Linked DNA regions of Mus musculus: region 2 is linked to region 1. Evidence: chromatin contacts called from public Hi-C data. All regions are on one chromosome and are shown on one strand. Each heading gives the region's core, a stretch centred on a gene start, on an enhancer-like site or on the middle of the called end of the contact. The rest is flanking DNA. Distances are from core to core; before and after follow the strand shown.

Region 1 (5,417 bases), core at 1,730-4,229:
TTTTATAAGGGATGTTAAAGGGAAAGGAGAAATTGTTTTTATAAGGAGAGATTTCTGCAAATAAACAAGGGTTTGTGGCAATCATTAATGACTAGATTTTTCCAAAGTGGAAAAGGAAAACTGAGAGGTCACAGTAAGTCTTAACTGCTTACTGTCTCCTAAGATGCACTCTGGAATATACAATCATGTGCTGGAGAATTCCCTTACCAGTAAAAAGCCGTGCTGTCAGTCAACCAGGTACACTGGAAGCATTCTTATCTGTCCTATGCTAAAGGCCTTATAGATGTTAGAGTTAATACTGACAGTGGGGATGATAGGTGACAGAAGAGATGGATAAGAATACTTGGATATTCTGTACTCAAAGGACACATATATATTCCATGTTCTAGGAAAAAGAGTCCACACATACATATCGTTAGTAGCTTAGGATGTCCACGTTGTAACCCACCCAGCCTAGATGCCCCTGGAAAATGGAAGCTTGTCCCACCACAAACTTAACTAGACTCAGCGTTGCAAGAACTACCTGAGCCTAGATGTCCACAGAAAGAGGGCAGATTGCAAGACAGACACAGACATCACAAGGCTCAGAGGTGTGGGCTGAGCACCTGAGTGTCTGACTGGTTTTGCCCACTCCATAGAATCTACTAGCTCTAGATGAGGAACGAGGCAGTTGGGGTGATAGCCTGCTGCTTCCTCAGACTGCTGGCTCCCGGAGTAAAGAGCAACTTAAACCCCCAGTGCCTGTCTCTGCTCACTGGTTTCTGTTGTGAAAGCAGCACAAACTCTGATATTCTGGAAATCAATTCTTTTACACATCCATGGCATACTTACTGGGGCTGAAGCTAAGGATGGGAGAAAACTCCACATCCATAGGACAGAGCCATCTCCTGCTCCCTCCCCTGCTGTGTCTACTGACCCCATGATGCTGGGTAAGCAGTAGGGGCTCACTAAATAACTTGTTAAATGGATGAATTAGTGGATCAGGGTTGTGCCCGATCAATGTCCCATTCGATTCCTGCTTTGTGGGTACAGGAGTGTTTGTGCAGAGTTCTTACAGTTATTACTGCCTGCATCAGGGAGCTGAGAAGAGATATTAGTAAGTGTTCTCAGGCCACGTGTCGCCATGATGGATTCAGAACGTCACCTGAATGGGCTGTGTCCCAGGTGCTCCTTTCATGGTTGTCTTTTGCTCATGGGGAATGGCACTTCGGCCTCCTGGCCAGCAGCCCGTGATCCCAGTTTCACACTCATTTCCTGCGGACCGAGTATGCTCCACCTCAAATGCTCCATCTCCCTGACTTTACACCAAGCTCTTCTTGGACAGCATCCTCCTCCAGGAGTCTACTGGCCACATCCAAATGTATCAGAGGGCAAAGTGTTAACACCCCTGGGGCAGCCTTTGCCCAGCAGGCAAAAAGCAGGGGTTCAACACTCCTACCTCCTGTCCTCCACTGGATGATAGCAGGGGAACTTCTATTCTTCTGGAAGACCCCCATGGCATGAGTCACTGCTACTCAGTCAGGGACCTTATCTCCTCCACCCACCACTGTTCCTCCTTCCTCCAATCCCAAATCAGTGTCCTGTCAAATAAGCTCCCAGCACCCCAGTTCTTATTGAGACCCAACATCTGGGAAACCCTAAACCAAGGCACCTTATTAAACCAAATAGTTCACTAAGTACAGTGGTCTCCTCTGAATCCCACCTGGAAAGTTTACCAGGTATCTGTCCTTTCCCTAAACACTAGTTTCTCAGACTCCCCATTTTACTGTCTTCCCATCAGAAGGCCAGGGGACTTTCCCTCATGAAAGCCTCAGAGCTACTAGTGTGACCACAGCAAACCCTTAGCTTGTTTTTTTCCCCCTCCACCAAAAAAAAAATCATTTCACCAAAAAAAAACCCCCAAGAGTTTTAAGTATTGTGTAACATGCTTGGCTCAGGCCACCAGATTCCCTTCCTGGAAGAAGGTTCCAGGACCTTCCATGTTTATTGAATAGTTGGGGTCCTTTTCTATGCAAAATCCCCCAGCTCTAAAGTGTCCCAGCCATAAGAGAAGTATTGGCTTTTCCAGTCGAAGGTCTTCCTCTATTTCTCCTGCCTAGCTCACTCACTGCCTCCCGAGGCTGAGGTACATGAGAGGCCAGAATCCCCAGTGACCATGGGCTCCTGTTTCTGTCTTATGCAATGACTCAGGAACCTAAGGTTGGGTGTGCCTGTTCTCAGACTCTTACAGGACAGTGAGAACTTCTGAAATTCCTAACATTGACATGGGGAAAGGTGTGGCTTGCACCAGACATTTCTTTGACTCAGCTTTTCTAAAAAGGCCTGCACTCACATTTCATGCCATTCACTCACATTTCATACCATTCGTGTTTGGTAGAGCCTCATTCGGTCTCTACAGAGGGTCTGGGCAGCAGCAGGATGGGCCTCAGGCATTGCGGGCCCCCCCCCCCTGCAACCGTGAAGAATAACAACATCCTGATTTGCTTTTGCAGGTTCCCGACTGCATCAGCAGCACAGGGCTTGCTTTCACCAGGCACAGCCTGAAATAGACAGTTGTTGAAGTTGGGCCCTTGTTCTTCCTCCCAGCCCCATGCTCCCAGAAATAAGACTCAGACTCAAAAATATATTTACAAATACCTTGGCTATAGAGCTAGGTTCTTCTCTGACTAGATGCAAAGTAAAATATCCCATTTATTCTTGCCTACATTCTGCCATGTGGCTGGCTACTTGTGCTCAGCTACCATGTGTCCATCTGTCTGGGCACATTTTCCCGGTGGATCTTCCCACCTGACTCTCTCTCAGAATCCTCTCTGCCTCCCAGATGTCTCACCTCTATTCCCTACTAATCCATAAGCCATAGGCTTTTTAATTGACAGGTGATGCATCCATACAATACACAAGATATTCTCTCTTCAGACTGGGGCTCTGAAATCCAAGCCTCTGCTGCATGGGGGAGGAAGACAGAGAGCTGAGATACCTGGAGGGAAACCAACTCTGTATAGAAGAAACCATATGCTGTTATCTGGAGCTGTGAACCCTAAGCAAACATAGTCAGGTGGCAGAGTTGAGCTAATGCGGTTTGTTTGTCTGTTCTACATCAGAAGGGATTGGGGCAGGGTAAAAGCTGGCACAGCCCCTCCTGTGCAGCCCTTACTGGTAGGGCAGTAAATTGGCCACTCCCATCTCCAACCATCTACTCATTTGCACAGCAGGAGAGGAGGAATTGTGGAGAGGGACAAATCAGATGATGGTGGGCAAAGTGCTGGGTAAATGTAATGAATGCATTTACCCAGCAGGCCTACAATAAATGGAGATGAGTTTACCAAAGCAGAAAGGTCCCTCCTGGCTGCAGGCTTGCTCACAGCTGGCCATGAGTGGGGAGAGACAGACGGTAGACTCAAATCTATCTCCAGCCGCACGAGAGTGAGCTACTCACCAGGGTTCGTTCGAGCAAGGGGGCCACCCACCATCCCATCTGTTCTGGAGAATTCTGAAAGGCAGAAAAAGAGGATGGGCAGCTGGGTCACAGAGCAGACTGCAGGTGCCCAGGTATGGGAAGGTGCAGAGAGCTGAGGAGAGCATCCTTAGAGAATATCTGACTACTCTCTGATTGGTTCCAAATTTAAGGAAGTATTCTGCAAAGTTCTTTGTCGGTTGAGCAACTAGAAAGGATAAGCAGTTTTCAGAAGCTATTCATGAAGCTCTTTATTCTCTAGAAATACAGAGTTGTGCAGGCCAGTGAGAGAGATTCTGGTTCCATAGCCTGAGGTGTGCAATGCAGTAGTGATGGCAGCGTGCTGGAACACTGAATGCTTTCTTCAGGCTACTTAACAGTGGCCACTACACTGTGAGCATCGTCAGCCTAGGAACAGGAGACAAAGAGTTTGGGCAAAGGGCCTTCACTTGAGACAGAATATAAAAACCCCAGTTGTGAATAACCCAGTAAACATGAAGCGTCAGTCACAGCCCAGCTTTGTGGCTTCAGGTTTCAATTCCCTGGGGAGGATACAATTAGAAAATGGGCTAACCTGTTACTGGGTTCAATGCTGCTTAGCATTGGCTATGCTGGCCTTTGCAGCCCTGTCACTGGGACAAACATGCTCTGAAGCATGTGACGTTATATGTTCTACAACATGTCACATTAAACCCTTGGCACCTGAAGCCAAGATGGTTGACATGTCCAGAGGCAGGCATCTAAGGGACTGCTGTGGCAGCATTCTGGTGGCTCCAGGCTCTGCCATCCTTAAGGCTTGGTTCCCCTCTAAATTAGTCATCAAAGGCAGCTGCAGGAGCACCGGCTCTGTGCCCCTGTTCCACATTGTCAGGAGAAAGGAGAAAACAAAGGAGACACTCCTTCAAGAGCCTTCCCAGGACTGTCACTCATAGTTCCTTGTACAAAGATTAAACATGACACCACCAGTACTCACAAGGACAGTTGGGAAGTGCAGCCATTTTTCTGTCCATATTTGGTGCAGAGAAAATAAATAACCAAATTAATAGGCTTTTCCTACCTCCTCTCAACACTCAGAACGTTTCTGTGGCCAGATGTATGGGAATTTCTAAAAACTGTATTCTGTGTGAGGGTATTTGTATATGAGTGCAGTGCCCACAGAGGCCAGAGGTGACAGTTCTCTCTGGGGCTGAGGATACAAGTGGCTGTGAGCAGCCTGATGTGAGCATTGAGAATCAGATTCTAGTGCTGCCCAAAAGAGCAGCATGCTCTTAACCACTGAGCCAGCTCTTCAGACCCAGAGGGTTTTTTTGATTTTTTAAAACGTGTGTGTGTGTGTGTGTGTGTGTGTGTGTGTGTAAAAGAGAGAGACAGACAGAGACAAACAGACAGACAGACAGACAGACAGAATGTACGCCAGATGTGTGCAGGTGCCTGTGAAAATCAGAAGAAGGTGTCCTAAAACTGGATCTACAGGCAGTGGTGAGCTATCTGATTTGGGTTCTGGGATCCAAGCTTGGATCCTCTGGAAGAGCAGCTCAGGCTAAGGTCTCTTAACCACTGAACCATTTCCTCCAGCCTCCAGATGTGTGGGAACTAGCTTCCCCCACCCACACACACGAAAAGTAATTCCATGATGATCGTTGGGCATCTGTGATGGCTAATCTTGGTTGTGGACCTGACTACATCTGGAATCAGCTAAAATCCAAACTGTTGGCCATGCCTGTGAGGGATTTCCTTAATCCAATTATTTAAGATGAGAAGACCCACAGTAAATCTAGACCATGCCTCCCAGTGGCTGCCCACACAAAGGCATGGAAAAAGGGAACTGCCTTTTGCCTGCTTGCCTTCACTTTCACCGGCAAGTTTGTCTGCACTGTTGCTGGGGGATTCCAATATAAACTAAACCCCAGCAACTCTGTAGGAGTCCTCCCATACTCCAGCACCAGAGGGGATTGCATAGTCA
Region 2 (5,417 bases), core at 1,879-4,378, 180 kb after region 1:
TTTGACAGGATTTGGGTGGGAGTTCAGGTAAATTTACCCGTTCAACCTCACTTAGCTTCCAAGGTGCACATAATAATCAAAGCTGACCACACCTGCCCAACCCCAGCATCCTGCCATTGTCAACACTAGCCTTGTCTAAATACTCTAACTTGCAACTTCACATCATGGTGGCCTCACCTACCCAGAGAGCCACAGACCCCAAGCAAGCTTATGAAAGTAGACCATGTTATTTGTAACTTAGTACTTCCCCGTTGCCATGACAACAGACTTGACCAAAGCAACTTCAGGAAGAGAGGAAGGAAGAGTTTGCTTTGGATCATGGTGAATGTCTACCCCAGTAGGAGGGCAAGAGAATGAGGCGTATGGTGTCTGCAGCGCAGCTGGCTTCTCCTTTCTCCCTTTTAACTCAGTCCAGGACCCCATCCTAGGGCATAGTTTGTTGGGTGCAGATCTAGGTTTCACCTCCATAACCACACGGACCACTTCCTTATAGTAAATCTCTTTCTCTACATATGAATCTTTTTCTCTAATAGAAACCTCTCTCCATGAATATATACATGTTTACATATATGAGCCATTAAATATTTCATATGTGTGTATCAGCAATTAAACAGAGAATACAGGGAACCAATATAAGCCTTTACTGGTTGTGTTTCTCTGGAGAAACCAGACTCCAAAGCCATTTGGACAAGGAACTTTCAAAGCTCTAGGAACTGGTTCACCAACTAAGGGGAAAAGCACACAGTAGCTAAGAAATCGCCACCTCAGAGTATGCCTCTTTGGCAAAAGGATTCTTTTGAGTTGATTATTTTAAGACTTCCTGAAAACAGTGTAGAATTCGCTCTCCGGTTAGAGAAATTCCCTCCAGAAAACCCTGTGCTTGGGAGAAAGGAGGCCTACGTCTCAGCAGGCTTGTCTATGGTATCCTTTCCGGGTTCCTGCCCCAGACCCTTCTAACTTTTTTCAAGGGACAATAGCATCTACGTCAGAACTCTTAGCTGCCTCTTTGAGACTTGCAACTCTCTCCGGGCATTTCCCATTTGTGAATCAGATACACATGTTTTTAAACTCCTGCTTGCTTCTCTCTTGCTAACCTGTCATTGGTTCCAAGGATCTCTCCAAAGAACAATGGAAGATCCAGAGAATAGTACCTTTCCTGCCTGCAGGCCCAAGCTCTGAGTTGGCCTTTGTACTTGTTGACCCAAGGAGAAGAGCGTGGCTGGAGAACAGTCAGAGAGAGGTGACTGCAGAGTGGCAGAGGGGTCTGCCATCAGTGTCGTGGGCTATTTTCTGATCTCCGTTATATTTAGGAGGAAGGACTGTCTCTGTGCCCCAAAGCCTTCACATGGACTGTACAGCTTTCCACCTCACAGCATCATCAAACCTGCTGCCCGCCACCGAAGTCAAGGACGCAGAAGGGAAGGCTATGAGCTCTCCTGATCTTTTTGTCTTCCAAGGAAGGGGTCCAGTTGAGTCTTGGTTTCTTGCTGTCGAGCCTTTCCTGTCTTCCCAAGGGCAAAACTGCTCAGGTTGAGTCTCCACTATTACCAACAACATTCCCCGTGTTAACAGCATATATTCCAGTCGGAGAACTCAGCGGTGATGTAAACAGTGGTCTCCTTGGCCTTTTGGATCTCAGAAAGCAGAGATTCTAAGTTTAAGTTACTTTGGGGACCCAGATTGCATTAGCCAAAGCCAGCAGAGCCGTAAAAATACCATCTTAGCGTCATCTCAGTAGAAAGCATATTCCTCTAAGTTGAATAAACTTAGCTTATGAAAAACTCATTACATTTCCTTTATGTTCCACATTTAACCTCAGACCAGGGAATGCTTGACTCATTCCTCATGTTTTCCACACAGACCAATGTTTAGAAATTACTTCTCTAAAGTGCATAATGAGAAAAAATTTTTCTGAGATACCATTATGTTAACTTACAAGCAAGTCAATGCCCTACATGTTGGAGGGGCACAAGAAGAGGGATGAGATTTGCAGGCCCAATGCCTGCTGCTTGGACAGTGAACCCCCATCTCACCCCAGCCTTTGATGCCAGCAGTGCTGTTTTTTTTTTTTTTTTTTTTTTGCTCTGATACCCAAGCTCATTCTTCTATGTAGTATCTAGACTACAAGAGTCATTTCTCTTGGTGACAAAGCTGTGGCATGGGCTCGGCTATTCTTCTCGTCACCCCAACCAAGACCAGGGGATGTCCGGCTTGAGGTAGTTAGGAAATAGAGGGAATGTGAAAGGGTGAAGGGCCTCCCTCATTCTTCTGACTTGATTTCCATCCTCAGCTGGCTGACATCTAGTTTTTGTGGTAACTGACCAGACAGCCTGCAAAGGCACTGCATTCTCTTTCCAAGAACTACTATAAAGGACACCGTTAAGAACAGCCTACAGGCCATCCTTAGGTCCACCCTCCTTGTGACTTATGTATAACTACAGATACCCCTGACCATGGTTTTTTGGGGGGAGGGGTTTGCTAGCTCTCCTGCTTCACCCTACATCTTCACAGTGTCCCCCAAAGTCATTCCTCCTCAAGGACAAAATCCTGCTTAGGAGAATAAAAGAAATGTACAACGCATCCTTTCCCTAATAGCTAAGCTCGGAGGCAGACCAAGGAGTTTCAAAGCCCCCAGATCATGTGTACAGGGACTGCTGGGGTGCTTGCATGTGTGCCTCCCCTAACCCGGGCACTTGACTTCTTTAAGTGTATCTTGTCTTCCTGCTTGATCAATAAACTCACTCTGCTCAACTTGGACTCCTCCTAAAGTTATTTTCTGTGAAGGATGTCAAAGACCTGGGTGTGCTCCCGGGGACTCCGGAGGATTCTGGGTGTATGGGCGTATTCCTCTCCTCTGACTGCATGCCTGAAACATTAACCTGTATTTCTTCCCTCTGATGACCCCTCACCTCTCTTTCTTGTTTCTTCCCCTGCCTTCCATGACTCTCCCCCACCCCACATGTACAGCTTTTGCACATGCCCAGAATGCCCCTATGCTTTAGAGCTCCCCCACCGTGTCAGAGTGCCCCCCAGAACATTCTCAGGAACCTCCCTGTCCCCTGAGCTTCCATAACGCGCTCAACCCCACTTGTTTCTCAACCACTTCCAGGCATTTCTGAATCCACCCACTTGCATCCATTGATTGGCAGCTAACACCTACACTGCTCACTATCATAGACACATCAGCTTTATGCCTTCCAGACATGTCCAGTTCAGGGCTGGGGCTGACATAGGGTAAAGCAGTGTTGCCGCTGCCTTCCCTGCAACTCAGCCCACATGCAGGTTGGCTTATAGGAGCCAGGTGAGAGCATCCACTGCTCCGCCTCTCCCAGCTGGGGGAAGCTGCTCTATTATTTTAATGCACATCTCACCCTGATGCATTTATTCTGCAAGTTCTGGTCTCCCTCCAAGCCACTGCCTCTGCCATGCTGGCTGATGCTGTCTATAAACATGACAGTCTGGGGCTATATCGGGATTTTATGAGTCTCTGTGTGAAGCGGATTAAGATTCAGTGTGAAATTCTGCTCCTTTTGAAAACTCCCCTTCCCACTGCTGCCCACCATTCAGTCTCAGCAGCCCTGGCTACCTCAGGGGCTGGATCGCAGTGATCTGTAAGCTGTAGTAGTCACAGCCGATGGAGAACAAGTAGGGACCAGCCACCCTCCCTCTCCTCCAGAGTCACTATTCTTGAAAGCTTATGCTGCTTTTCTTAGTACACAGGCACAGACAGAGGCGGCTAGGCAGTGCCTTCCTTCCTCAAACCTCCACCTCAAGCGAGTGTAAGAGGGTTGGCCAACCGGTTGGCCCTGTCCAGAACTGTCCAAGATTTGGCCTTATGGGTTCCCTGCCTGCGCGAACCAGGATTTATTGGTAGCTAGAAAAAGGTGTCACTTCCAATTAACATTAATCTTAGAGTCAGGAGTCCATGATCTTGGCTTCTAGGGTTCCCAGGTGAGGGAGGGCTGCATGATGCGTGTGAAACCCCAGGGTTCCAGGTACCTGCCCACCTGGATGCTTGGCTCCTTAGGTCATGTCTACAATTTACTCTAAACATGGAAAGAAACTATGGTGGTGGTGGTGGTGGTGGGTCTCTCTCTCTCTCTCTCTCTCTCTCTCTCTCTCTCTCTCTCTCCCTCCCTCCCTTCCCTCCCTCCCTCCCCATCCCCAGAGGTCAGTTCTGCTGAGTAGTGAGGTTGACATGGGACCAGAAAGGAAAGCATGGCCCCCGTGGGAGTCTGTACCTGGAGTCTTGTTACTACTCTTAGTGACTCAGGGCAGAGAAGCAGCCTTGAGGAGAGGGGCTGCAGTTGGGGTCCAAGCTGCGGCTGCCTGCCCTGCTTGGAGACTGATGAGTCCTAGGCCTCCCAATTCAGGGCTCTTTCTGTAGACTGTGGCAAATCACACCCGCCTGGACCATAGCTATTTAAGGGAGGCCAGCTGCTTACTAATGTGGGGATCCTGCCCTTCACTCTGATTGAAACAGAAGTGCGGGAACGGGAATGTGGTCTGCACGGTGACATTTGGCCTACACTTCCCTTCAGCAAGGGCCTGGGAAGCTACACCTGACCCAAATCCTCAGTTTTACCAACCAGCCTCAGCGTGATACTAGGTCTCTATTCTATAGTCACATCGAAAGTGCCCGGGCCCCGCCCCCCATCTTACCTAATCTGGAAAATTCTGCTTAGAAAATTGCACTCTTCTCCCAACCAGCCCTGCAATGCTCTGGAAACTGAGTTTGGGAGGAATCCTCGGTTACTTGGCACCTGGAGCCTGAACCCAGCAGCCCCAGGGAAGCCTGGGAAGAGAGGGGCATCAGCAAGAGCTGGTTTCCATGGAAACAGGACTCCAAGCCTGGGATCCAGAGTCACCTTAGCTGCTCTGAGTAGCCTGTGTGGCTCACACCTGTGCAAGGGGCTCCTGACCATCTATCTAGACCTGGAGGCAACTCTCCCCACAAGGAGCGTGGTCCAGGCTGACCATGGCTGACAGTACCAAGTCTTAGTGTTAGGATCCATTTAGTCCCCACTCTGTCAAACCAACCGGACAGGAGGAGCATCCAAAGAAGGCGCAAGCTACAGAAGATTCCTGTCGACTCTCCCAGCTGGTTCCCAAGAGAGAGGGAGTGAGTTAGGCCTAACTCCATCACCCCCCTCCCCCGCTCTCCACTCGAGAATATGCCCACTGCTCCACTCGAGAATATGCCCACTGCTCCCAGAAAAACACAATATCTCTCTGTTCAACCCTTCTACTGCCCCTGTGCCACGTGCCAGGCCCACAACACCCAACCCTCAGCTGCCCGTGAGCACGCGCCGCTTCCCCAAACTCCACTTCACCTGCTCTGCTTCTTTACAGATGGGAAACAGGTTTCCGTCTACTCATGAGCTCCTAGAGTCCCCGTGTTTTTAAGTTCCCCTTTC

The links. Hi-C and Micro-C count contacts between places; a contact is called where the count stands out from the background.
Region 2: a contact with region 1 is called in a Hi-C map of cerebral cortex, with 4 times the contacts expected there. The contact joins two enhancer-like sites. A contact is called at or near these places in 1 of 15 datasets of contacts at CTCF or cohesin (stem cell-derived epiblast-like cells), 7 of 484 Hi-C or Micro-C datasets (cerebellum, cerebral cortex, embryonic stem cells and 4 more), 2 of 115 datasets of contacts at active chromatin or transcription factors (astrocytes and fibro-adipogenic progenitors) and 2 of 9 other capture datasets (embryonic stem cells and pancreatic islet).

What each region holds. Positions count from the first base shown.
Region 1 is chr7:132,028,997-132,034,413 of GRCm38.p6, forward strand. It overlaps a transcript of Cpxm2 not described here. Among named protein-coding and RNA genes, the nearest start is that of Gpr26, 65 kb to the left of the region's middle. Within about 2 kb of position 2,980, at least 18 of the 459 cell types and tissues checked have an H3K27ac peak or open chromatin away from gene starts, as enhancers often do. A contact at or near this core is called in cerebral cortex, where this site is marked.
Region 2 is chr7:132,205,988-132,211,404 of GRCm38.p6, forward strand. No RefSeq gene overlaps it. Among named protein-coding and RNA genes, the nearest start is that of Cpxm2, 54 kb to the left of the region's middle. Within about 2 kb of position 3,129, at least 11 of the 459 cell types and tissues checked have an H3K27ac peak or open chromatin away from gene starts, as enhancers often do. A contact at or near this core is called in cerebral cortex, where this site is marked.